Regions from separate parts of the Zea mays genome. Here region 1 is linked to region 2. A link is a contact called in public Hi-C data. All regions are on one chromosome and are shown on one strand. Each heading gives the region's core, a stretch centred on a gene start, on an enhancer-like site or on the middle of the called end of the contact. The rest is flanking DNA. Distances are from core to core; before and after follow the strand shown. Region 1 holds the start of LOC732762 (histidine kinase4). Region 2 overlaps LOC100275187 (vam6/Vps39-like protein).

What was found. Hi-C and Micro-C count contacts between places; a contact is called where the count stands out from the background.
Region 1: a Hi-C map of ear shows a contact between it and region 2, with 1.4 times the contacts expected there. The contact joins the promoter of LOC732762 here to the enhancer-like site in region 2. A contact is called at or near these places in 3 of 25 Hi-C or Micro-C datasets (ear, leaf and tassel).

The regions. Positions count from the first base shown.
Region 1 is chr1:275,446,369-275,449,068 of Zm-B73-REFERENCE-NAM-5.0, reverse strand. It overlaps LOC732762 (histidine kinase4), which reads right to left and starts at 1,353. Exons shown (of 11, transcript NM_001112388.2): 1 at 986-1,353; 2 at 279-512; 3 at 10-176. The coding sequence starts at 1,342. LOC103643911 (a long non-coding RNA gene) reads left to right here and starts at 2,540. Exons shown (of 2, transcript XR_561378.4): 1 at 2,540-2,700.
Region 2 is chr1:275,102,477-275,105,176 of Zm-B73-REFERENCE-NAM-5.0, reverse strand. LOC100275187 (vam6/Vps39-like protein) reads left to right here. Exons shown (of 13, transcript NM_001351046.1): 13 at 1,909-2,218. Among protein-coding and RNA genes, the nearest start is that of LOC100275187, 20 kb to the left of the region's middle. Within about 2 kb of position 1,281, at least 15 of the 20 cell types and tissues checked have an H3K27ac peak or open chromatin away from gene starts, as enhancers often do. A contact at or near this core is called in ear, leaf and tassel, where this site is marked.

The DNA.
Region 1 (2,700 bases), core at 104-2,603, 340 kb before region 2:
AAATCTCACCCTGCGGTGGCAGCAACACGATCCTCCTCCTTGGCATCAGAAGAAAGATCAACATGGTAGACAGGAAAAGTCAATACGACACCCAGGTGATTCGACATGAGCCGGAACGGTCTAGTAAGAACTGCCTTCCCCGATGCTCTTGACCTCAAAATGTTCTCGCGGTCCTCCTGCAGCAGCAGTGAAACACATCCAGGTTCAGAACCAACACCGGCAGAGGAAAAAAAACTGTATCCCAGTGCAAGAAACGAACAGGAAACTTGGCCGCAGACCTCGCCGGACATCATGTCGAGCCCCTCAATGTAGGAGACGGTCTCCTGCGAGTAGACGACCGGCGCGTACTCATCCTGCACCGGGGACGGCTCGTGCTTCATGGTCTTGATGATCCAGCCCTGCTGGCGCTCGAAGCTCTCCCTGTCGCCGTGCACCACCCGCTGCGCGTACGCCACCCCGCTCAGCAGCGGCCGCTCGAACGACGTCCTGGCGGTGTAGTCCGCGAACGTGTTCTGCAGAACAAATCGGCAGAAAATAAAGCCTGCAGCCGACAAATGAAACGGCCGAACAGTACTAATCTGCACCGGCAAATTACACGCGCGCGCACCAAAAAAAAAAAGAGAGACAAAGAGAGAATTCCATTTAAGAAGTGGCACGGTCTGCGCACAAGGGAGGAGGGAACCATGGACTCGACAGTAATAATTAAATGAAGTGGAAACAGCAGCAGAGGCAGAGTAGGTACTAGGAGTACATGGGAACATAACATGGTCGAGGCGGAGCAAGGATTTCCATAGACGGCGAGACACGCAGTTAACCGCGCGCGCAGAGCAGAACGAAAGCCAGAGAGAGATCGCGCCCACAGGTACTAGGACGAAAGAAGCAGTGGACCGACGTAGGCCGTCGTAGAGGCAGGCGGCGGATGGCGCACGAGGCTCTCTCTCTCTCTCGCTCGGCGAGGGATGGAGTCATGGAGGGAGGCGCGGACCTGGTCGAGCGCGGGCGGGCGCTTCTCGTAGTGGAAGGTGGCGACGAGGATGGCGAGGGCGTGGACGTGGTTGACGGAGACGGCGAACTGGTCCTGCAGCATGCGCGCGCGCTCCTCGCACATGCTGACGAGCCCCTCCTCCGCCTTGCGCAGCGCCGCGTGGCGGAAGTAGGAGTGCAGGAACACCCCGAGCGCCAAGGCCCCCAGCACCCACACCAGCACCGCTACGGCGATCAGCTTCGCCTTCAAGGTCCACCCGCTGCCATCCTCCGCGTCCTTCCCCGCCTCCTCCGCCGGCGCCGGCGCCGACACCGCCGCGGCCTCCCCTCCGCCTCCGCCTCCGCCTCCCACCCCCATCCCAGGGGCCAGGGCAGGTCCCCGCCGCCGCAGCAGCTCTCACATACGCTGCACCGCAGGCCACCGACCGACCACTCCTCTGCTTCCGCCGTCCGGCGCCCACGCCGCCTCCTCTCCGCGAGAATCCGAGCTCTCCTCTCCCGCTGCTTTGATGTGTTATTTTGGTGTGTGTGTCAGTGTGTGTGTGTTTTTTGTTGGCTTGCGGCTTTTCGCGACGGGGAGAAAGCAGCCGGGCTTCGAGTGAATCGAATTTCCTGGATTTCACGAGATACGCTGCCACTAAAATAACACCGTGGTTTATTTTTCCTCTCTCTCTCGACACTGCGGGCGGGCGGGCGCGCGCGATGGGGGTGTGGGCATGGGTCCCGGGCTTTTGCGCCTCACTCCACTCGCCCACCCCACCCTACCCCGGCGCCGTCGCCGGTGGCCGCGGCTTGTGTTGTTGCCCCGTTGCTTTCCAGCCCCACTCCCTTTGCCGTCCGCCGGGCTCGGACACTGCCGAGGCCGAGCCAGCCGGCCACGGGGGGCGCACCGTGTACTCTGCACCCCTGGTGATTGGTGAGTTCGTTCGGGCTCTCCTTACGTGGTTGGTGGGGCCGAGCGGTCGCGGGCAGTGGTTGAGCAGGCGTGAGCGCGCGTCGCCGTCTCGTGTGATTTTGTTGCATTGCCTGGCCGGCCGGCCGGACGGCCTGCCAGGCGGCAGCCCGTGCCCGCGTGGGCTGGGGCCTGGCCTGGGGGTGGGAGCCGGGCAGGCGGCGCGGCGGGGAAACGCAAATCTGGCGCCGCGGCCCGGAAAAGGCTGTGCGACCTGCAAGTGCAAGGGGGAGGGAGGGAGGGAGTGCGGGAGCATGAGGCGGTGGTCGTCAACAGTCAACAATGCGCCATGTCCCCGGCCGGACAAATCTTTCTGCCGATGCGCTCTGCTTGTGCTTTGCTCCGCTTCGTGGTCGTGGCTGCCATCACTGATGCTCTGTCAAAAACATGGGTGAAGTGCGATTACTGGTCAGGAAACCCTTTCTGTCCCCTCTTCCATTATTCGGTTCCAAAGACAAAGAGCCTCTCTCTCTTTCTCTCTCTCTACCTTGAGCGGCATGCAGCTGATTACTGCACCTTGTTTTTCTTCGTACTGAGATTATTGCGCGCTTTTGCCTGGCCCTGGCTCTGGCCCCCGAGAGGCCGAGATTATTGCACCGGGCTCGCGTTTGGTCGCAGGATAGTGGAGCAGCAGTTCGTGCGTGCGGCCTCGAAGCGTAGTATTCTTATTATTAACCGCGGGAGCAAGGCTGTCACGTAGTTTGGCCACGTGTTCTAAAAAAATATTTGCCGTCCGATCCAAGATCAACGCTGCACGTTAAGTG
Region 2 (2,700 bases), core at 32-2,531:
ATTAGGGCGACAATTAGGACGCTTAATCGGTCCTGGTCGACCTCTGGTCGTCCCCTAATCGTCCTATATATTTCTGGGCATATGTATATATAATATGATATATGTATATATAAGCAATACTGCAATAGGCATTATATAAGTCTGAAAGTATGAAATTGAAACTGAGTAACAGACTGAAAGGCAATATAGACATATAGCACTATAGCAGAACTGAAACTGAAATATGGAATACAAGGCTACAAGCAGTAATGCAGTACCTACTACCTAGAGCATATCATCATCCAAGCAAAAAGCAGCAGCAGCTTCTCCAACAGATTCAGATTCATCAGAATTTAGACAATAGGAAAGATAGGAAAGGGGGAGAAGGGGGAACCTTGAGATGAGGAGCTCATCTCGTCGCTAGTGTTTTGGAGACGCCGCCGGTGTTCTTGAGCTGCTGCTGGTGTTCTAGAGCCGCAGCCTATGTTCTGGACTCGGCAGAGGAGAGGAAAAGTTTCAAGGGGCGGTGGCGCATTGCCTTTATACTACTGTAGATGGGCCGAAAAAATAGAAGCCCAGTAGCCCACTAGAAAACCCTAGCCGCCTGGACAAATCCTGGTCGATTTACCATCTAGTCGGACGACCTGATACTCTAGTCGAGTCATCCGGCTGATCGGCCACTACCAGGCGACCTGCCCGACTAATCGCGATTAGTCGGATGACTTGAAAACAGTGTTTGTGTGCACCATATCTTTCATGATTATCATGCACTATGTAATTTATTTTACATATGACCCTGTTAATATAGTTGTATTTATAACATACAAATGTTGAACTAAATTAAACTATTCTCGTTGACATTTTTTTATGTTAGTATGTACTTTATAGTGCTGCACTGCTGGAAGTGGCTTTATTGCTCAAATGGCATATTCGCAACACCATGTAACTACATAATGCTGTGACTGGCATAGTTATTAAGGCGATTGACCCTTTTTTTACCTTTTAAACGGAAAGGCGTAAGGCGAGGTGACGCCTTACTCCTATATAAAATATATAAAGATAGGAAAATATAAGAATTAAGTGAGGTGTTTATAGAAATATATAATATAATATACTTGCACACAAAATTTAGGTTCTGAACGTCCATCTAGAAGCCCATTGATTCATAAACTGTGAAAAAAAGAAATAGAAAAGAGAAGGAAAAAAGAATGGTATGGACTTTTATTTGGTGGCCCATCTAGAAGCCCATTAATCACAGACACATCCGTCCTAACCTTTTCACTACTCCCGCTCCCTCCCCCACGGCGCTCAGCACGCAAGTGCGGCCTGCAGTCCTCCGTACACCGGCCGGCGTGCCCCAAGCGTGACCGTCGCGCGCCTGCGACTTCCGCCGTGCCCCTGCGACCTCCGCCGCCGCGCCTTACGTCCGTGGGCAAGGCGAGCTGGACGCCTTGCCATCCAAGCGCGCCTTAACGCTTTAGTGTCGCTTCAGCGACGCCTTAGTAAGCATGGTGACTGGCATATGCATCCGTGAGTTGAGACATGAAACCTTCCACTGAGACTGGCTTTAGGAAAAAGTCTATATAACCCCGTAACCTAATGTTGTTGCTCTACTCACCGCCTAAGTGCCTAACTTATATAACCCCCCATGAAACCCAAATTGTAATGCTGCATTGTTGCTATAATTGCTACTGTGATTACATAACTGTTCCTAAACTAGTAGGACATTTGTTCTAGACCTACATCCATCTCCATTTATCATGTTCTGCCCTTAAGATGCGGTTTGTCTATGCTCCAAAAAAAATTATCTTGGAAGAATTGCTATGAATGTGGCTGCCTGCTAACCACCTGTTCCATTATGCTTTTCTGAATGTGCAGTGTAGCATGATGTATCGATCGAATCTGATATCCTCATCTTTGTCAAACCAGGTTTGGTTGATGCCAGCTTATGGAATTCCCTCTCTTTGGCTTCACACTGGATTTTAGTGGACTGCTTCAGAAGTTTTTACTGGAGTAATCTTCACTCTCTTCAGAGATCGAGTTTATAGCCGTGCGTGTGTGCTCGCTCTCTGTTTTCTGGCCATCGTACTGGAAAACTGGAACCCCTTTCTTTTGGTTTTCATGTACAGAATGTAAATGATACTGTAAAGTTTCGGTTAACAGATTGATGATGGTCTTGATTATAGTGCCGCAATGTGTGCTCCAAATAGGTTTGGACATTATTATTATTGGATCCATGTCATTATAATTCTCTAAGTTTTGAATGGCGCTATTATAATTCGTATATTCGGAGGTCTACCATTTTAATTCTCTCTTCTTAATCGCCATTACAATTTGTCAATTCGGAGATCTGCCATTATAATAATCTCTCTCCACATCCATGGCATTTCGGACACCTGCCGTATACTGGTATATGAGTTCACTGTCACTGTCAGTCGTGTATGCGTACCGTATAGGAACATCTATGCGCGTCTGTCAACTTTGTTAGACTGAGACCATCGTCTCTCTCTTTCCCTTTCTCAATAATGAACCCTAGTCCCCTCTTCAAAAACGATGAACGTAAGCTTTGTTAGACTGAGACCATCGTCTGTCAACGTTTGGCGATTCAAGGTGGTGGAGATGACGACCGAAGGCGGCAGCACCGGTGGTGAGGTAAGCTTTGAAGGCGTCTAGCGTTAGCGGATCTAGAAGGACCAAGCAGTCGGAGACGAAGGACCAGTG